Linked DNA regions of Mus musculus: regions 1, 2, 3, 5, 6 and 7 are each linked to region 4. Evidence: chromatin contacts called from public Hi-C, HiChIP or PLAC-seq and promoter capture Hi-C data. All regions are on one chromosome and are shown on one strand. The core of a region is the stretch at or near the end of the contact, and the rest is flanking DNA. Distances in the headings are between cores, read along the strand shown.

Evidence for each region. Promoter capture Hi-C pulls out the DNA fragments that hold promoters and counts their contacts. Hi-C and Micro-C count contacts between places; a contact is called where the count stands out from the background. HiChIP or PLAC-seq counts read pairs in DNA pulled down with a chosen protein or histone mark.
Region 1: an H3K27ac HiChIP or PLAC-seq map of microglia shows a contact between it and region 4, with 4 times the contacts expected there. The contact joins the promoter of Pigu here to the promoter of Trpc4ap in region 4. A contact is called at or near these places in 1 of 484 Hi-C or Micro-C datasets (LSK cells) and 5 of 115 datasets of contacts at active chromatin or transcription factors (bone marrow-derived macrophages, effector CD8 T cells, embryonic stem cells and 2 more).
Region 2: a contact with region 4 is called in a promoter capture Hi-C map of liver, with 2.9 times the contacts expected there. The contact joins the promoter of Spag4 here to the promoter of Trpc4ap in region 4. A contact is called at or near these places in 2 of 39 promoter capture datasets (both in liver), 1 of 484 Hi-C or Micro-C datasets (embryonic stem cells), 2 of 115 datasets of contacts at active chromatin or transcription factors (memory CD8 T cells and pancreatic cancer cells) and 1 of 9 other capture datasets (adipose tissue).
Region 3: a promoter capture Hi-C map of cranial neural crest shows a contact between it and region 4. The contact joins the promoter of Phf20 here to the promoter of Trpc4ap in region 4. A contact is called at or near these places in 4 of 39 promoter capture datasets (the 3T3-L1 cell line, 3T3-L1-derived adipocytes, cranial neural crest and 1 more) and 3 of 115 datasets of contacts at active chromatin or transcription factors (memory CD8 T cells, microglia and pancreatic cancer cells).
Region 5: an HNF4G HiChIP or PLAC-seq map of pancreatic cancer cells shows a contact between it and region 4. The contact joins the promoter of Nfs1 here to the promoter of Trpc4ap in region 4. A contact is called at or near these places in 1 of 39 promoter capture datasets (pre-B cells), 1 of 484 Hi-C or Micro-C datasets (pro-B cells) and 1 of 115 datasets of contacts at active chromatin or transcription factors (pancreatic cancer cells).
Region 6: a Hi-C map of LSK cells shows a contact between it and region 4, with 6 times the contacts expected there. The contact joins the promoter of Cpne1 here to the promoter of Trpc4ap in region 4. A contact is called at or near these places in 2 of 39 promoter capture datasets (both in liver), 1 of 484 Hi-C or Micro-C datasets (LSK cells), 2 of 115 datasets of contacts at active chromatin or transcription factors (memory CD8 T cells and microglia) and 1 of 9 other capture datasets (pancreatic islet).
Region 7: a promoter capture Hi-C map of fetal liver shows a contact between it and region 4, with 2.4 times the contacts expected there. The contact joins the promoter of 6430550D23Rik here to the promoter of Trpc4ap in region 4. A contact is called at or near these places in 3 of 39 promoter capture datasets (embryonic stem cells, fetal liver and stem cell-derived epiblast-like cells) and 1 of 9 other capture datasets (pancreatic islet).

What each region holds. Positions count from the first base shown.
Region 1 is chr2:155,355,997-155,358,696 of GRCm38.p6, reverse strand. It overlaps Pigu (phosphatidylinositol glycan anchor biosynthesis, class U), which reads left to right and starts at 1,273. Exons shown (of 12, transcript NM_001004721.1): 1 at 1,273-1,431. The coding sequence starts at 1,302. It overlaps Mir695 (microRNA 695), which reads right to left and starts at 1,880; the gene lies at 1,772-1,880.
Region 2 is chr2:156,063,726-156,066,560 of GRCm38.p6, reverse strand. It overlaps Spag4 (sperm associated antigen 4), which reads right to left and starts at 1,348. Exons shown (of 12, transcript NM_139151.4): 1 at 890-1,348; 2 at 323-427. The coding sequence starts at 1,199. It overlaps Gm39970 (a long non-coding RNA gene), which reads left to right and starts at 1,947. Exons shown (of 3, transcript XR_866890.1): 1 at 1,947-2,556.
Region 3 is chr2:156,195,205-156,197,904 of GRCm38.p6, reverse strand. Phf20 (PHD finger protein 20) reads right to left here and starts at 1,258. Exons shown (of 18, transcript NM_172674.2): 1 at 1,108-1,258.
Region 4 is chr2:155,691,019-155,693,718 of GRCm38.p6, reverse strand. Trpc4ap (transient receptor potential cation channel, subfamily C, member 4 associated protein) reads left to right here and starts at 1,335. Exons shown (of 19, transcript NM_001163452.1): 1 at 1,335-1,580. The coding sequence starts at 1,413.
Region 5 is chr2:156,142,821-156,145,520 of GRCm38.p6, reverse strand. Nfs1 (nitrogen fixation gene 1 (S. cerevisiae)) reads left to right here and starts at 1,335. Exons shown (of 13, transcript NM_010911.2): 1 at 1,335-1,501; 2 at 2,063-2,154. The coding sequence starts at 1,381. It overlaps Romo1 (reactive oxygen species modulator 1), which reads right to left and starts at 1,368. Exons shown (of 3, transcript NM_001164216.1): 1 at 1,241-1,368; 2 at 932-1,062. The coding sequence starts at 1,062.
Region 6 is chr2:156,110,685-156,113,384 of GRCm38.p6, reverse strand. Cpne1 (copine I) reads left to right here and starts at 1,420. Exons shown (of 16, transcript NM_170590.3): 1 at 1,420-1,599. It overlaps Rbm12 (RNA binding motif protein 12), which reads left to right and starts at 1,420. Exons shown (of 3, transcript NM_029397.3): 1 at 1,420-1,599.
Region 7 is chr2:156,002,878-156,005,683 of GRCm38.p6, reverse strand. It overlaps 6430550D23Rik (RIKEN cDNA 6430550D23 gene), which reads left to right and starts at 1,257. Exons shown (of 6, transcript NM_001145351.1): 1 at 1,257-1,343; 2 at 1,699-2,003; 3 at 2,199-2,359; 4 at 2,434-2,583. The coding sequence starts at 1,749.

The sequences.
Region 1 (2,700 bases), core at 24-2,523, 330 kb after region 4:
TCCTGCCGTTCTCATCTAAAATGTCACCCTGTTCTGTCACCAGCATTCCTCCCTTCCCCATGGATATTCTCAATTATGCATTTTATTTTATTTTATTTTATTTTTCTAAAAATATAGTTTTTCCTTTTTAACTGGGGTACAGTATGATAACCCAATACAGTATACAAGTAATCATAGGGTAACTGACATATGACTTCAAACATTACTGTGCTAGGAAAAATCAAAAACCTCTACTCCCTATTTTGAAGTATTCAATACTTTTTGTTAACCATGGTCATACAATCGATGCACTGTTCCATTTTCTTCATGGATATAAAAATTTCTTGCATAATTAATTATTATAGCTAATTTTAAAGCACCCATGTAGCACTTTTCATACATAACGACTGTTGGCGCTTATCAACGGGCTCTGTTGGCGCTTATCAACGGGCTCTCCAAACCCCTGACTTGTTATGTTTGCTTATCTCTGAGCTGTACACACTCCCACCTGGAGGGATTTCAAGCTACCAACCTGAACTGAGAAAAGCAAAACTGCATCCTACACAGAATTTGCTGCAGTACATGTCCTGGTTATTATTCTCAACTTCACACAATCTAAGGTCATTTTGGAAGAGGAAACCTCAGTTGAAAAATTGCCTTCCATCAGATTGGTCTGTGAGAAATTGTCTTGATTTTGAAAAATTGATTGATGTGAGAGGGCCCAGTTCATTGTCGGAGGAGGAAGCATCCCTGGGCAGGTGTGCTGGTGTTGTGCATGAAAGCTGTTTGAGCATGAGCAGAAGAGAAAGTCTATAAAAGCAGGGTTCTTCCGCGGTTTTAGCCTCAAGCTCCTGCCTTGAGTTCCTGCTCTGACTCCCTCGGTTAAATAACTTGCTGAAGGTCGCAAAGCTAATAATTAACCACTCCAAAGTGTTTCCTCGCCACACAATATAGTGCCTTGAGGATGGTTGGCGCTCAGTAAATACGAGTGTCGCACTTTTTAAAAATATAAAGGTAAACATTTTAACATTAAAATATTCACACGAGTGAAATTATTTCTTTAAATTTTGCTCACGATCTCAGTAAAATAGGTACAATATTTCTTCACTTCTCTTGCTTGATCAGAGGCGTAGTCCAAACCTTTGCAAAAAGTTTGACACATCCCACTTTCCGTCGACTCGCCGCAGGGCTTTCTGGGAATGGTAGTCCTAAAGTCTGTGTGCTCCAGCAACAGCCACGGCACTCGTTCCACGGAGGTACTACAGTGTGGCGCGCAAGTCTTGAGGCTCTTCCGCATTGCCTGCGCGCCCGCCTCAGTTATCATGGCGGCTCCCTTGGCCCTGGTGCTTGTGGTGGCCGTGACCGTGAGGGCGGCCTTGTTTCGCTCCAGTTTGGCCGAGTTCATTTCCGAGAGGGTGGAGGTGGTGTCCCCACTGAGCTCTTGGAAGAGAGGTGAGGCCACTGACTAGAGTAGGGCGGTCGGCGCTCTGCCAGCCTGTGAATTGAATTGGAGGTGGAGGAGGTGGACACAAGCGCACGGTTCTGTGGAGACTGACCCGCGTCTGGGGGTTCTTTTCGAGCTGAGGGCGGAGCTTTGGTGTGGAGGATGGGGTGTGGAGGAGATGTGGAGTGTGAGCCCCACTACCCTAGGGATGGGTATCCGAGGGGGCGTGTCCCAGTATCCCGAGTCAGGCGGCGGGATCCGCGGAAGGATGGATATCCGAGGGTGATGTGTGCATTGGGACTTGTGAAGTGTTAGCTTTTGACAGTGAGATTGCTGGGGGTGTTCCACCGAGTAGCAGATAGCCGAGCCGGTGACCAGGACCAAGGTAACCAGTGCCTTTGTAAGAAAGGCAGCTGTGTACTTCAGTCACCTATGCCCAATCTAGGATTCCTCGTGAAGTTTTTCTTAGTTTGCTTTTTAAATATATGTATGTATGTGTGTGTGTGTGTGTGTGTGTGTGTGTATTAAACCCTATTGCATACTATCGCCTCCAAGAAGACAGAGATTGAGCTGAAGGAGCCACAGGACAGTAGAGGAGACGAACAAGTTTCTATAGTCACTTCCTTAGTGTCTGACCCTGAGTAAACTGCCTTCCCTTTTCCGGAATGAATGAATGAAGGACCAGGTTTGGGAAAAGATTAGAAAAAAGAGGACTTTAAGGTTGCAAAGGATCAAGAAATACCCGAGGTTGTGAAATATTCAGAGCAGAAAAAGATGTGGGTTAGGTTGGGGCTACAGTTTGATTTATTTATTTATTTATTTATTTATTTATTGTCATTATTACTTGTGTGTGTATGGGCGGGGGTTGTGTGTGCTTGTGGTGTGTGTTCAGAAGCCAAAGGAGGATGTCTGGTGTCTTTCTGTATTACTCTACCCTTTATTTCCTAAGATGGGGTCTACTTGAACTTGAAGCTATTTCAATTGGGCTGTATGCCCCCACCCCCGGGGGTTTCTGCCGGTCTCCACTCCTACAATCCTCCCAATGCTGGAGTTACAGGCATCTCAGGCAATGGTTATTTTGGGTCTTTTGACAGGGGTGCTGGGAATTTAGATTCAGATCTTCATGTTTGCACATTGAGTGCTCTTATCCCCTGAACCATCTGTCTAGATCAAGTTTAAGTCTTTAAACAAAACAGAACCTACATACATATATACATACATACATACATACATATATACACACATACATATATACACACATACATATATGCACACAT
Region 2 (2,835 bases), core at 99-2,598, 370 kb before region 4:
ACGGAGACCGGAGAAGCAGCTCAGAGAGGGTGATCCATGAAGGTGAGGTAGTGCAGGTTCAGAAGGGCTCAAGAGAAGCCGGGGTGGGGACTGGGGTGGTGCGGAGGACAAGAGTCTGGGGCTCAGGAGGCAAGGGTCGTTTGGGGAAATGAGCTGAGGCTGGACACTAGGGCACAGGCTCGAGGAGGAGAACTGGGAACAGGGGCGGGGGTCCGAGAGCAGAGGTCAAAGGGCATCTGGGCTGGTTTCTCTGACTCAGACTCAGCAGAAATGGGGTTCTGAGTGCCAAGGTCAGAGGGGATGGGGCTGGCCTGGCTCGTACTCAGGAAGCTCTTGGACACCCTCGGGGTAGGCATCTCCTGCCTCAGATCCAGGATCGGGAGAAGGTTGAGTTGTTCCTCCAAAACTACAGAAGATCCAGACGGTTCTGCAAGAGCCCAGGGCACCATTGAGGTTTTGTGCACCACAGGCCCGCTCTTCCCCTCGGGGCCCGGGCGCAGGCTCCTGACCCTAGTGCCAAACAGCTGGGCAGCCTCTCAAACAGGCTTTTAGTCCAGGCCTTTGCCCCAGGTCACACTCCCTGCACACGCCCAGACCCGGAGCTGGAGAGTCTCAATCAGTGGAAACCGCCCCCCAGTCTGAGTCCCCGTGCGGCCGGACTAGGGTCACACTCACGCCGGCCCTGCGGCACCTCCTCAGCCATGCCCAGGCACAGGATTTCCTCCGCCCCCTCCCGGGACCGGCCATGGCACCGAGCTCGCCCCCGAGGGACACGTGTCGAGCACGTCCCCTCGTGAGCCAGGTCGGGGCTTCTGCACCCAGGTCCGCGCCGGGCCCCGCCCCCGAGCCCGCCCCGCCCTCTCGCCCCCGGGTTCGACCCCGCCCGCACCCGAGGCCCCGCCCCTCACGGTTGCCGCGCCACAGGCGGTCTGCCCATTGTGGCTCCGAGGCGCCAGCTTCGGCCGAGAGCTTCCTGCCCATGTGTCTCCTCCGGGCATTCCTGGGCTTAAGGCGGGCTCACCACAGCTCGAGCCCCGGGCCCTTCTGCCCTCGGGCTCCCCGAGCTCCGGCCCAGCGGACCGGCGCCCATTGCTGTCCCCCGAAGTCGCGCTGTGGGAACTATTGCTGTTCTCGCTGTAGAAGTTGGGTGTGTGATTATGAGAGGATGCGGCCGAGCCTGAGCGGGGGCTCCGCCGCATCCTGACCTGGGCTACCCCTCTGGGAAGCCGAAGTCGCCGCAGCCAAAGCCCTCGGCCCTTCCTCAGCTGCCTCGCGCCGCAGGGTAGCACCCTGCGTGAGCCCCGCGGCGGCTCGGCCGACCCTCCCGCTGCTGTGCTGTTGTCACCGTCACAGAGGAGCCGCGTCACAGAGCGCCCGTGACGTCACTGGGAGCCAGCAGCCCATCCCCCTTTCCTGATACATTTTTGTTCATGGTTTGGGTGTGTGTGTGTGTGTGTGTGTGTCCATCCAGAAGTTGATCTCTGCTGCTGTCTTCTCCTGCTCCCCACCTTAGCTTTCGAGATAGATTCTCTCTTTCTGAACCTGGGGCTCACTTTTTTGTTTTGTTTTTTCAACTAGGCCCCAGCGGTTCTCAATCTTCCTAATGCTGCGACCTTTAAATACAGTTCCTCATGTTGGGTGACCTCCAACCATAAAATTATTCTCATTGTTATTTCATAACTATATTTTTGTTGGACTGGAAAGGTGGCTCAGCGGTTAAGAGCACTCACTGCTCTTCCAGTGGTCCTGAGTTCAATTCCCAGCAACCACATGGTGGCTCACAACCATCTGTAATGGGATCCGATGCCCTTTTCTGGTGTGTCTGAAGACAGCAACTGTGTACTCATATACATAAAATAAATAAGTCTTTAAAAGAAAACCTGTAATTTTGCTACTGTTATGAATAAACTTTTGGAGATAGAGGTTTGCAAAGGAGGTCCCGACCCACAGTTTGAGAACCATTGAACGAGGGCTGGGACGACTCCATGGTTCCACTTGTCCCTACTCCCACAGAGCTTCAGTGACAGGCAAGTACCACAGCACCCTCTGTTTATGTGGATTCGGGGTTTACAAGCAAGTCCTCATGCTTAGGCAGCAAGCGTGAGGTTTATCCACTGGGCCATCTCAACTCCTCCTCTCTGTTCTGAGTCACGGTCTCTTACAAGTTTGACTAGAGAGCTAACCAACGGGTCCTAGGGATTCTGCTGTTTCTCTCTCTTCAGAGTCGGGATCACAGTCCCCTGAGCTCTGGTCTGTCGCTTTTTACCTACAGTGCTGGGTATCTGCACATGGGTCCCCGGGCTTCCGCACATTTTATTGATTATGACATTGCCCCAATCTCCTATGTAATTTAGACAAGAGGTTTTGCTTTGATTCTTTTGCTAGCCTGGTACTGGATATATAACCCAGGATGGTCCCGAGTCAGGACCATACTCCCGGTACAGTCTCCCAAGCCTGAGACTATGGGCATGTCATCATGTCCATCATGACCAGCTACAATGGCACCTAGATTTTGTTCACTTCTGTATCCTGCAGTACCTAGACGGGTCTAGCCTGGTAAGTGCCCTAGTATTTAGGGAAGCAGTAAATATTAGGAAGGAACAGAGCATCATCCAACACACTAAAACATTTATTATGGCCCCTCCTATTCACTTTTAAAACAGAGTCTCACTATGCAGCCAAAGCCAGTCTGGAGCTCAGATCTGCCTGCCTCCCCCACCTCCCAAGCTCTGAGGTAAAGGCATGTACCACAACTCCCAGCTGAGAGAGAGACAGAGGGACAGAGAGACAGAGAGACAGAGAGAGAAAGAGACAGAGACAGAGACAGACAGAGAG
Region 3 (2,700 bases), core at 9-2,508, 500 kb before region 4:
AAAAGAGGCGCATCTCAAACCTTAAAGGGACACTGAAAGCAAAGATACTCTCAGATAGGAAAACAAATCCCCTCCCCCCCCCCCCCGGAGAAACAAGGTAGCTTGGAGAACTCATCAAAGAGTGCAGCCCCAAGACATACTTAAGGACACGTTAGTGAAGCCCCTTACAGATGAAACTGCAAACTATGTGCCAGAAGCATCAGGATTTGGAGAAGAGCCTGAAAGGGGTGCGCATTCCACACTAAAGGACTAAGAAAAAAAGAACTGACCCCCACATTCACTAACTTCTGAAAACATACCAGAGCTGAGGCCTGGACAGAGGTCGTCCTCCCTGGAGTTGTGGGATATAATAATAATAATAAAGTATTAGATAACTTTGGTTAGTGACCTGATTTCTGAGGAACCTACTAACGGACTGGACCCCAAATTGAAAAGGGAAAACTGTTAATTAGGTTTGAATATAGGAGTGTTCCCTCAGTATGGGGGAGCAAAGAAAAGAGAGTATGATTTCAATCCGTTTTCAGGGACGGTTAGAAATCGAGAGAAAAATCCCAAGATTAGAGATTTTAAGAGTGGAGGGACGCCCAGATTTTCCAAACTACAGAGAAAGGGGACACTCCCATATACAGGGTCGTGAGGAAAGGGTGTGCTTCCCAGATCAGGATAAGAAAGGCACTTCACGAAAACCCGTCCCCGCGGCAGAGGCAGCAGCTTAGGCCTCCCCCTATCTCGCGGACTAAGCAGGGGGTGCAGCCTCAGCACCCATCCCCACCCCCACTGCCCCGTTCCGCGCCCCGGGCCCGCACCTCGCGGCCCAGCCCCCTCGGGCCCCGCTGATTGGCCTGAGCGGCCGTCATTCCCGCGGGTAGCCGCAGTGATTGGGCGACGCTCGCACGCCCGCCACGCTCTCAGCAGCGGTCCCCGGGCCTCCCTCCGGGGCTGGGTGATCCGGGGGCCAGTCGGGGAACAGGAGTGAGCCAGGGTCCCGCAGTGGCCGGGGCGTCCGTCCCCGGTCCCGCCCGCACAGCGCGCGCGCGGCACGGGGCCTGCCCCCAACACGGCCCCAACCAGCTGGCTTCGCGTCGCCGCGCCTCGCCACGAGCTCACCTCACGGCCCCGCTCCTGCTGCGCCGCTCCAGACCAACCGACAGAAGGACTGTGCGCGCTGCGCACCACGTGACCCCGGGGACGCGCCCAGCGTATCCCCCGCCCCCCACACACACGCACCATCTCCACCGCCGAGTGACGCAGCCTCCCTACAGCCCCGCCCCGGGCCCCGCCCCTCCCGGTCGCCAGGACGACAGCGCGAGCAAGCCACGCCCACCTCCCTGAAGCGGGAACGCCGAGTCCGCACTCACCCGTGACGGCTGAGGTCACCAGAAGCATTGGCCTGGGTGCTGCCTATGTACCCTCTTAGTTCTCCTTCTAAATGGTGGAAAGTCGCCCACCTCCCTCTACCCCGTCTGTCACCACGCTCCACGGAGATCGTAGTCTTTACAGCTCACTACTTTCCCTCTTCCAATCCGCTCTTCACACGCAAGAGCTTATCAGAACGACTTGTTCCTTCTCCAGAAGAAGAGCTAAATCTTCAAGATCGATTGTCACCAGTCCGCCCTCTGTGCTCTGCCCCTATCAAGTCCTCATCTGAACCTTCTCACCTCTGCCTTTGCTCTCTCTCATCCTTAGAAAAGGATTCCAACGGGAACTGAAAAGAAAAAGCCGAATTTTGTCTCTAGGGAGCAAGGTCCAAGATGCCGCCACAACAAAAAAGAGGTTTCTCCAGTGGGACTTAGCAAGTGCTAACGAGAAGTGGTAAAATTGCTATTTACTGAGGCGATCATGCTTTGATTTGACACTGGGAGCAACCAAACTTGCACTTCTTAAATTATGTCTAATCGCATCATGTCCCTACACTACTTGTCAATCTAAGCCTTTGCTCATCTAACCACACTTGATGCTGTTTTTGTTTGTTTGTTTGTTTGTTTCTGAAACAGTTTCAATATGTGTAGCCTTGGCTAGACTGGAAATCAGTGTATAGACAGGTTTGTCTTGAACTCACAGTGATCCACATTTCTGCCCCTGACATACTGAGATTAAAGTCATTGTTCACTGTTTTCGTGTAGTGCCAGCCTGTTCTACAGAGTGAGTTCCACCACAGCCAGAGCTATACAGAGAAACCCTGTCTCAAAAAAAAAAAAAAGTCATTCTTCACACAAAAGCATAGCTCTCCAAGCAAAACATTTGCCCCCCCCCCCCAAAAAAAAAAGCCGGGCGGTGGTGGCAGCGTACACCTTTAATCCCAGTACTTGGGAGGCCAGCCTGGTCTACAGAGTGAGTTCCAGGACAGCCAGGAGTATACAAAGAAACCAAAAATAAAAAATAAAAATAAGATAAAATAAAAATTTTATTAGTAGAGCCCAGGTGTGGTGGCTCCTTTAATCCCATACATAGAAAATTCTAGGACAGCTAGGGTTATGAAGAGAAAGCCTCTCTCAAAGAGAACACTCTCTTACCTCTTATTCTCTTGCTCTTACTCTCAGCCTTCCCTACTCTCTTCCTCTCTCTGCCTTTCTACAATAAATGCCTTAAAACCAAAAAAAAAAAAAGGCCAGGCGTGGTGGCACAAGACTTTAATCCCAGCACTCAGGAGGCAGGTGGATTTCTGAGTTTGAGGCCAGCCTGGTCTACAAAGTGAGTTCC
Region 4 (2,700 bases), core at 86-2,585:
TACATTTAAAGTGTGTGTGTGTGAGAGAGAGAGAGAGGGAGAGGGAGAGGGAGAGGGAGAGGGAGAGGGAGAGGGAGAGGGAGAGGGAGAGGGAGAGGGAGAGGGAGAGGGAGAGGGAGAGAGAGATTGATTAGAGGGCAGTTTGGAGGAATTATTTTCTCCTTTCACCAACATGGGTTCATTGGACCCAACAACTTAGGTCGTCAGTTTTGGCAGCCAGTGCTTCTACCCACTGACTCATCTCTCCTTATCCTATTTTCTTTGTCTTAAACCAGGTCACCAGGCAGTGATCTGCTGGAGCGAGTGGGAGCCACACCTTGCAAGTAGCATGCAGATGTCAGTCACAGTCTAGTTTGCCTTGGCAGCGATCTCAAATGCCTGCTGTTGTTCCACTGCAAGTTACTTATTACATCATTTCACTTTTTAAGGACTTTTGGTTTGGGCAACAAATTATAGCCACCTTAGTTACAAGTAGCAAACTTCATGGCATCCTAATTTGGCACACTCAACTTATTTTTGTTACAAGATAGCCTCCTAGAAGAGAAAGTGGGGAGAGTCAGCACCACCCTGCTTCCGAGGTTTGTCGGAGCCAGTGAATTCAGTTCTACTTGCGGGGAAAATGAGGGCAATATTCTATTTGATAGGGGATACAGTTTGCCAAATAAATAACTACATTTGTTTGTGTGGATTAGCTGTGGTCCCCTGAAACCCTCGTCCCCTAACAGGGCCCTCTGCTGTTCTGCTTATCACCTCGCCCTCCACCTCACCTATATATTCAGTATGAGGAGTACAGCTGGTGCCTTTAGGAACTATTTTTTGACATCTATCTGTAAATGAAATATTTTTCGCCATTTTCTTCGAATAAGCAATAGCATTGATGGTCCTTTACGTCTCATTTACATAAAGCACATATTTGTTAATTGTAATAAAAATATTAGTTGACTAGTCTGGCTCCCAGGACCTAAATATTGAATGGACTGAGGGCTAGGGGTAATGTGTAGTGACTTGGCTAAAGTCAATTGTAAAAGGAAGGGGACACGTGTCAAGTGTCAACTCTGGCCTAGGGCCTAGAATTTTTCCCTGGACACTGGGCTTGCATCATTTCCAGCTAGCGAAAATTTTGAGAGCTTGTGCACATAGTGACTGGTTTTCCACTTGGAGCAACCTCGAAGAAATGCTGGAGGTATCCCACTCAGCAAACTGGAGGGCCAGGAAGAGCCACATCTCAGCTACCTGCTCCCCCTCGGTAAAGACTACAGTTCCCATAAGGCGTCGGGGCACGCACAGTCCCTGCCACGCGGCTTGCACCTCCGCGTCAGTCCACTAGGGGCGATGTAGAGAGTCCTCCGCCGCCCCGTAGAAATCGACACGGCTCCGGGACCGCTTGCTTCCTGTTTGTCGGACGAGGAGACATGGCGGCAGCGCCCGCAGCGGCTGGAGCTGGGGCCAGCCGGGGGAGGCGGTTGGCAGCTACCGCGGCGGCGTGGGGCGGCTGGGGAGGTCGACCGCGGCCGGGTAACATCCTGCTGCAGCTGCGGCAGGGCCAGCTCACCGGCCGAGGCCTGGTCCGGGCGGTGCAGGTACGAGGCCGGCCCGGAGGGGCGGGGCGGGGCGGGCCAGGCTGGAGCTGGCCAGGGGCCGGGGAAGAGGCCTTTCCAGGCCGCTGCGGACCGTCCAGATCCCCCTTGGCTGGCCGCGGCGCTGTCCTGTGTGCGGTCCGGACGCTGTCAGCCGCGTTGGGACGGAGGGCAGTGGCCAGCTTGGAGGCCTGCGGGTCTGGGCCGAGTGGAGTCGAGCTGCCTGGGGTATTGATGGCGCGTCTAAGCCCTGGGCCGAGTTTCTAGATCCTCATTTCCCTGCGCCACGTCTGCGTGTCTGGAGGACCTTGGCGAGTTGGCTTCATCTTCTACTGGTCTCGTGTTTGCCCCTTGTGAGCAGGACGGGGTCCTCTTCACTGCAGCGCCCCCCCGCCCCCAAACGGTTCCCAAGCTTATGATAAATGTCATCTTCCCAGAGGCCTCAACGTTCCTCCTCCTTTTCTAAAGTAGGCCCCCCGGTTGTTATTCTATCAGATCACCCAATTCGTTTTCTGATGCTCTATTTTCTTTGCCTGTAATTGCATATTTCTTTGTTGTCTGCCCTTTCACGCCTGTATCTCACATTAGGCTGAGCTCCAACGGGTGCAGAAGACTCTTTTACTAGCGTAGGGATACATGCTTTGGGGGAAGAACTTTAGTTCAAAGCCCTATTCTCTTTCTCCCTCGGGCAAGTTACCTTTCAGGGCCGTTGTTTACTCATTTAATTCACCCTTTAAGGCTATTGTCAAATTCAGAGGAGATAGATGTGTCAAGTGTTAGTGTATTTCAGGTGCATATAAGGGCTGAAGGGTAATCAGTTATTGTTCTGTTTAGTGTCTAGCTTATTAAGTGTAATGATTGATGTCCTATACATGTGGTGGTGTAGGGTGTGTGTCTGTGTGTTGCGGGGGAGGGGGGTGTATAGGGCACAACCTTAGAATAAATAGATGAGGATAGGTGACTCCTCTCACTTTTTCTTCTTTCTCCCAGGTGATCCCAGAACTTACTTTGAAAACATTAGCTTAATTTCAAGATAGCTTTGTATATAGTTTTGAGGACTACATAAGGAACCAAACAGTGTTGATGGGAGAGGGACGGGCAGGAATTAGGTGAGTGGATGAGA
Region 5 (2,700 bases), core at 86-2,585, 450 kb before region 4:
GTTGAATATATTAAGCACTAACAGCTTGACAATCTCATTTGTCATTCTTAAAATGCTACTCTTCCCCACATAGGATTAGCAATGACAAGGAAAATATCTATCTAGGGTCTCTAGGACCTGTGCTGAATGCTGCATTAGTTTGTAGATGCAGAGATAATGAAGTACATGGGCAAGAAAGCAGTCGTGTTTGTGCCTCTATGGTATTTTATCATTGAGTAGCCAGTTTTCTTCTAGATAATTCCTTAGTGTTTTGTTTTGTTTAACCTAGATTGAGTCAAGCGCTGCAATTTATAAACTGCATAAAGTGTAAAATGGACATTACAGACTCGGTAACTACACTTTTTAATTTATTATTTATTATTATTATTATTTATTTTGAGACGGTTTCTCTGTGTAACAGCCCTGGCTGTCTGGAACTCACATTTATATACCAGGCTAGTATCGAACTCAGGAATCTGCCACTCCGTCCAGAGTGCTGGTGGATTTAAGGTGCTCACAGCTAATGCTCGGTGGTTAACTACAGTACTTAGCACTACAATTAAACTAGTGCTGGGTAAATAGTAATTTATAAGCACAGTATCCAAATGTGATAGCAGTTTATCTCAGAGGTAGAATATTTCACTACACCTAATTCTCATCAGGCTTGCTTCATTACATGCAGTTGGGAGTTAAAACGCCATGCAACAATAATAACCCTTCGCTAAGTAATTACGACGTGCCAGATAATGTAAATCATACTAATATGATTGGCTCTTACAAAAGTGGAGGTAAGTGTCCAGTACTCCACTAAACTCAATAACACTGAACTAACAAAGGAGTCAGAAAGCCATTTTGACTTTAGAACTCAGATCCGTAAATCCTGTGCTTTCAACCTCGTCTGAGTGGGCTCTGGAGCCCTCGGAAGGCAGGAAGTTCTGTCCGCGAGGCTCACCTGAGACAGGAGAAGGTGCCGAACAGCGCCCCGGCCGCCATACCCACTGCGCAACCCATGACGAAGCCCATCTTCACGCGGTCGAAGCAGCTGGGCTGGGACTGCCCGTAGGGACCCACGGCCACCGGCATCTGCGGCGAGAGTGCTAGGACAGTGAGGGCCTGGTCACCAGCCGTGGCGTCGGCCAGGGGACGCACAGCAGGGTCACATAGCACCCGGGTCAGAAGCCAGCCCGCGGCACGCCTCCACCACCCTCGCGATGGAGGACCCCGCACGCGCGACGCAGGCCACTGTCGGGCCCCACCTCACCTCGTTCTCCGCTGCGATCGCTCAGCTCGACGTCTCACTCCGAATGCTAGGCGGAGGGCGCTCGCGGTCCGTGGGATCGCTTCCGGAGCACAGCGCAGTTACTTCCGGGAGCATGGGCTGAGGACTTGCAAGCGCCGCGGATGGTGGGCTCTGTGGCTGGGAACATGCTGCTGCGAGCCGCTTGGAGGCGGGCGTCGTTGGCGGCTACCTCCTTGGCCCTGGGAAGGTCCTCGGTGCCCACCCGGGGACTGCGCCTGCGCGGTACGTTCCCTTTCCTTTTCGTTCCCACGGTTTCTGGAGGAGCGAACCCCCTTGGGTCGGTGCTGCTAAGCACTGCATTATTGCGGATCCTACCCGCCTTGTTCCATCGCCCAGTCTCTTAAACCTTCCCGTCGCCCGGTCTCCTATTTGTTTTCGGGAGGGCCCTTACATACTGCTCCGCACTTCCCTTGAGCGGAATTCTCATCCTTCAGTTCTCTCCTGACCAAGTCTTAAAGATGCTAGATGAGCTTCCTCCTGCCGTGAACCTTTGAAGGAACCTGCGCTTTTCACTTTTCTTCTAAATGGCTTTGCTTTTTACAGCTCGTCCCACTCGGTGCTATGTAGTTTAAACATTGCCCCCGACTGCTGCTGCCCGCGCCCTTTCCAAGAACCCTGTGTCTATTACTTAACTCGATGTCTTTCAGCGCGTGTTGTTGTTTGTTTACTTTGACACTGGACCTCCGCCTTCCTTAAATTCACCTCAAAGAAGCTTTGACCATCTGTTGTTTTGTGTGCCCTTCGTCCACGGTTTCTCACTTTGCCACTGCTATCTGTTGTTAGTTGTAGATCATGGCCCCCATTCGCCTGTTCACTCAGAGGCAGAGGCAGTGCTGCGACCTCTCTACATGGACGTACAGGCCACCACTCCTCTGGTAAGGACTAACAGAGGTTCTTTGTAGGGAGGAAAGGTTAGAAGGACAAATTTCACCGACAGGCTAAAATTCATCCGACTTGAGAACTATTAAATGTGCTAGGAAAAGGAGCTGCCAGGAATCAGGAGGCTAAGATGTTAGTTTAGTAGAAAAGGCTTTACTGTTTTTTAGCTACTGACCCTGTCAGATCCTTCCAGTACAGGCATTATAACTAATAGTAATTGCTCGGGTGTTGGAGCTGGACAGTGTGGCATGGGTAGTTTGAGTGAGCTTAAGACCAGCCTAAGCCACATAGGGAGTTTCAAACCTATGTTGTTATTTTGTTTTGTTTTTAATTTTATATATACACAAGGACACTGTAGCTATGCTCAGACACTCCAGAAGAGGGCATCAGATTCCATTACAGATGGTTGTGAGCCACCATGTGGTTGCTGGGAATTGAACTCGGGACCTCTGGGAGAGCAGTCAGTGCTCTTTAACTGCTGAGCCATCTCTCCAGCCCCCTCAAACTTTTGTTTGTTTGTTTGTTTGTTTGTTAAATGTGCC
Region 6 (2,700 bases), core at 171-2,670, 420 kb before region 4:
CATGCGCTCTCTCTCTCTCTCTCTCTCTCTCTCTCTCTCTCTCTCTCTCTCTCTCTCTCTCTCTCTCTCGCACACACACACACACAAAATCAAGGGGCAGAGTCTGGTAGAGCCTAGGTCTCCCTGTATAATCAAATACTGGGGATTATAGGAAATATTGAAAGATATTTTACTCTTTTTATATTTATTTTTATTAATGTCTCTGTGTGAGAGTTTGTACATATTAGTGTCGCTGCCTACAGAGGCCAGAGGAGGGAGTCAGATTTGAGGCTGGAGTTACAGGAGGTTGTGAGCCACTCCATGTAGCTCATAGAATTTAAGATGCCAGGAAGAGCAGTATGAGCTTTTAACCTTTGAGACATCTCTCCAGCCCCATGGCAGAAGAATATTTTCTCTTCCTTCCTTCCTTCCTTCCTTCCTTCCTTCCTTCCTTCCTTCCTTTCTTCCTTTCTCTCTCTCTCTCTCTCTCTCTCTCTCTCTCTCTCTCTCTCTCTCTCTCTCTCTCTCTCTCTCTCTCTCTCTCTTTCTTTCTTTCTTTCTTTCTTTCTTTCTTTCTTTCTTTCTTTCTTTCTGTGTGTGTTTAAGACAGGGTTTCTCTGTGTAGTGCTGGCTGGTCTCAAACTCAGAAATCTGCCTGCCTCTGCCTCCCAAGTGCGGGGATTAGAGGCTTGTGCCACCACTGCCAAGCAGGATTATTTTCTCTTTCTTTCTTTCTTTCTTTCTTTCTTTCTTTCTTTCTTTCTTTCTTTCTTTCTTTCTTTCTTTCTTTCTTTCTTTCTTTCTTTCTTTCTTTCTTTCTCTTCCTTCCTTCCTTCCTTTTTCTTTCTTTCTTTCTTTCTTTTCTTTCTCTCTCTTTCTTTCTCTTTCTTTCTTTCTTTCTTTCTTTCTTTCTTTCTTTCTTTCTTTCTTTCTTTCTTTCTTTCTTTCTTTCTTTCTTTCTTTCTTTCTTTCTTTCTTTCTTTCTTTCTTTCTTTCTTTCTTTCTTTCTTTCTTTCTTTCTTTTTTGGTTTTTCGAGACAGGGTTTCTCTGTATAGTCCTGGCTGTCCTGGAACTCACTCTGTAGCCCAGGCTGGCCTCGAACTCAGAATTCGCCTGCCTCTGCCTCCCATTTTTTTTTTTTTCAATAGTCAAAAAAAGGTTCAAGCTTTTGCTTCTTGGTGCGTTTAATCCTCAAGACAGTTCTGCAGTGAAGGCATTGTTTTTCTCCCTTCACGGGGGTCTCCAAGAGCCAAAGGAGCCTGTACTTTAAAAGCTCTGCAAGGAACCTTGGACAATAGCTTCAGGTCTGACTTTGCAAACAGCTACTAAAATACCGGGTTCACCACAAATACCTGCAACTTCCGAGCTTTTGCCCCCACCCCAAATCCTCAGCGCGCCTGCGTCTCCCATCAGGTGACGTCGGCAGCGGCGCCCCGCCTACTCCGGGAACGCGGAGCGCCGGAGCGGGCGGGCGGCCATTTTGTGAAGCGGCTGTGGAGGTGTTGGCTGCAGTGGGCTCCGGGAAAGCCGTTCGGGCTGGGGCTGTCGGCCGCAGGGCTGAGGCACTCGCGCGGGGGGTAACTCGGGTCTGGGTTCTGGTGCCGCGCAAGCTCTCCCCGGTAAGACTCCCGCAGCCCCGGAACGGGCGGGGCTGTGCGGGGCTCGAGCCGCCTCCTTGGTGCCTCGGGGCGGGGCCTTCCCAGGCCTCGGAGCCCGCGGCCGCGAGCGCCCAACACAAAGGGTCGCGGCGGGGCTGCGGGGGTCCTGGGGCGCCGCTCACGCTCCGGGGCCTCCGAGGATGCGAAAGGTGGAGTCTGCGTGCCGAAGTGGGAGCAGGGCCTTAGCGGGGATGCCCGGTGGTCCTGAGAGGGGAAGCGGCCAGCATCGGGTGGCCTCGCGGCCTGCGAACTACCGGGTCGGGGGGGGGGGGATTGCGATGAAAACGCCTGCACGCTTAGTGGGGAAGGCTTCGTTGGCTTTAAGCGGGAACGAGGTTTTAACTCTCACCTCTGCCCCGAAGTGAAGAGGTCCTAGTGGCCTATGACCTGCAAAAGTGGACTACACTAGGGACATTCCTATGGGGAGGAAAGGTGTCCTGGGAGGCTGGGAACCGGTCGCTTTTAGGGCCTGGAGGTGCAGGGATTGCAGTGTATAGCTTCCTAGGTCTAGCGCTGAGGAGGGGCTTCCTAAGTGTAGGTGATTGGAGCCGCCCTGTAGGTCGGAGAGGCTTGAAGAATTGTAGCTAGGATGGCTGGTCCTTGATTCCCAACTAGGGGAGGGGCTGCTATCTGCAGCACCTTTGGGAGTTGGAGGAAGGAGGGTGGGTGTCTTAGATAGCTTACTTACTGTCTGAAGGTTGGCGGCGCCACTTTGCAGCCGCGTAAAATAGAAGGAAAGGCATTTTAAAGATCTACAGGTTAGTATTGGGGTATGGACTAACGTAGCAGGTTGGAGTGCCCGTGTTAGTAAGCGAGTTAGTAACCTAAGTGTGTGTTTTATTGGAAGTTCTAAGGAGTCCCCTGTGGTTTATTCAAGTGCTAAAGATCCATTCATTCTGGTAGATAAAGTTGCGAATTACAGGCTGTGTTGCAGAAGTATTCTGGGTCCTAAAGCCTTCTTGGCTCCTAGATTCCGAGATGACTGAGTGTGTGCAGTTGGCAGAAACCATTTTATTGTGTACGTTAAGATTTAAGTTGATGCGAATCTTATTATATGACTTG
Region 7 (2,806 bases), core at 8-2,507, 310 kb before region 4:
CTTTCAGAGGATCATTCCCCAGAACCCATCAGGTGGCCCCCAACCATCAGAAACTCCAGTTCTGCAAAATCTGAGCCCTCTTCTGGCCTTTATGGGTACTGCATGCACACGGTGCACATGTATACATACAGGCAGACCATACTTACCAGCTTGTGTGGGAGCTCTGTATAGGGAGCCTGGTAGCTGATGCACACCATAGCACCAGAATGACACCCCCAGCTCTCAGCAACTTCATGGGGACGGCTGTAAACAAGCTGCAGACCTTCCGGGTCAAGACAAACCTCTTCAAGCTGCAGGATCAAACTCAGGTCATCAGCTGGGGTGGCAAGGGCTTTCGCCAGCAAATCATCTCACTGACCCTTCTAACTGCTTTTAAGTTAATTATCATTTCTGGGAACTGGGAGTAGCCCTGGCTGGCCTAGAACTCCATATGTAGACCAGGCTGGTCTCAAACTCACAGGGATCTACCTGCTGCTGCCTCCTAAGTGCTGAGGGTAAAGGCTACACCACCATATCAGGCTGGAAATTGGTTTTTAACAAATAGAGATGGACTTATCATTCTTATCTCAAGATGAAGTACACTGTTTTGTTTTGTTTTGACCAAGACAGGATTTCTCTGTATAGCCCTGGTTGTCCTGGAACTTGTTCTGTAGACCAGGCTGGCCTTGAACTTATGGGATCTCCCTGCCTCTGCCTTCCAAGTGCTGTAATTAAAGGCATGTGCCACCACTGCCCATCTGTTTTTGTTTTTATATGAATTTATGTATATATATATATCAGATCTGGGTCTTGTTTAATTACTCATGTAAAAAATAACCATTCTAATGGAAAAGAAGTTTAGCCTAGTGGTTTTGCAGGGAGAGTTGTTAAGGATCTTGCTTTTGTTTTTATCTGGCTATTTTGAGTAAATGAAAACATTCTTGAGGGCTATTGAGGTAACTTGGTGACTAAGCTGGACAATTCCTAGAACCCACATGGTGGTTCTATGACTACCACATACATGAACCATGGCCTGAATGCCCACACACACATGCACAGATACACTAAGTAAATCTGACACAATTTAGAAAGCTCTTTCCAGTTGCTTCCTTTATCATAGTCTGTTATATAAATATATATTAGGGGCTGTAGAGAGCTGTCATAACATAAATCTAGAAAAAAATAAATAAGAGAAAGGGTCATGACAATATCCAATACTCTGTGTTGATTTAAAAGAATTTAGGGGAGAGAGTAAGAATTCTGGAGGATCACAGTGAAACCATGGCAGCGGGGGATGGTGGGGTCGCTGGCAGGCAGAACCATCTTGGAATGCTTGGCTTCTGGGGGAAACTACACAGGTTCAGGTCAGCAATCTCAGATACCTAATTGAAGAGAGATGAGGACACTGTGGCCCTGGGCTCTCACTTTCAGTACTAAAGAGCCTGATGACTGTCCCCTGTAGGGTACAGGACAGTGGTCACAGTGTGGACTCTGATATAATGAGTGGCGCTGACAGCCAGTCTTTCTGCAGGGAGCACTCAGGACACTCTGTGCTAGCATCTTCACTAGGCCCAGTCAGAATCCTCCCTGGGGGTGAGAAAATGGACAGGAGGGGTACATTGGAGCTGAAGGGAAGGCTGGGGAGCTGTGGAGGCCAGCATGAGGGGATGCTCATGCTGTCTCGTGCTGTCCGTGGCCTCAGCCCCCATGTCCTTTCAGGTGAAGAAGCCAGTCTGTTCCCTGCCACATGAGCCACTGCCTGGGCAGACATGGAGCACTGCTGGGTCTTCTGGGGGCTTGTCTTGTGGATGATTGCTCCCTGCCTGTACCTGACACATGAATTGGCACCCCAGCAGGGATGGACATACATGGTACCACAGCAATGTAACTGGTTCTGCTTCAAATTTGGAAAGCGTGGCTGCCCTTCAAAAAGCCCCAACTGTTCCACCTGCCACCACACAGCTGGGGAAGCATGTTATGAGAAGTTCATGGGATACTGGAGGACAAAAGCTCTCTGGTGGCTGGTCAGTTGTTAGCACCCAGACCTGTGCTATTGGCTTCACTCCCCAGGCCCAGTCCCCCATCCTCTGGTCCAAACCCTTTCTCTTGGCTACTGCTTACCTTTCCCCTCCCCAACCTCGGCCCATGGTCTCTCCTCCTGCTCCCCAGAACTGATGGTTGGTGCCAGAATCCCCACCTTGTCTTTGTGCTGTTACCAGGGCATGAACTCAGTGAGCGAGCATGGGACAGTGTGGAAGAAGCCATCTGGAGTGACTCCCAATTCCCTCCTGCACCATTTTGATTTCCACTGTGTGTCCTGTGCCATGCTGGGGAATTCTGGCTTCAGCAATATCAACCAATTATTCTACATGGCTTTCAGGTGGGTACTGGGAAGGTAGTAGGGTCCAGGTTGGTCTTGTCCCAGATTCAGTCAGTTTCTGCCTTTGTTCCAAGGACGAATCAGGCCTCCAACCACAGCTCCGAGGCAGAGATGAGGAGCCAAACAGCAGGACCCTTCATCTGTCCCAGGAATGCCAGTCACCAGGGTTTCTGGGGGCAGTACTGGTTATTGCAGCTTGCTGATCTGGTGCCCCAAGTGACACGGTAATGGAGATGTGTTAGACATTCTCAGAGTGGGGGGACAGGGAGTTTTCCCTGGGGAGGTGGGAGGAATGCTGGGAAGTCTGGGCTGCTTTTGGAACGGGGATAGCAGAAGGGTAGGATGTAGCTGAAAAGTTTCCTGGTATCATGGTGGATCTGTCAGGATTCACCAACAGAAGAATCAGATTTAATACGGCTTAAAAGATTGGGTTTTAGTTGTTGTGCC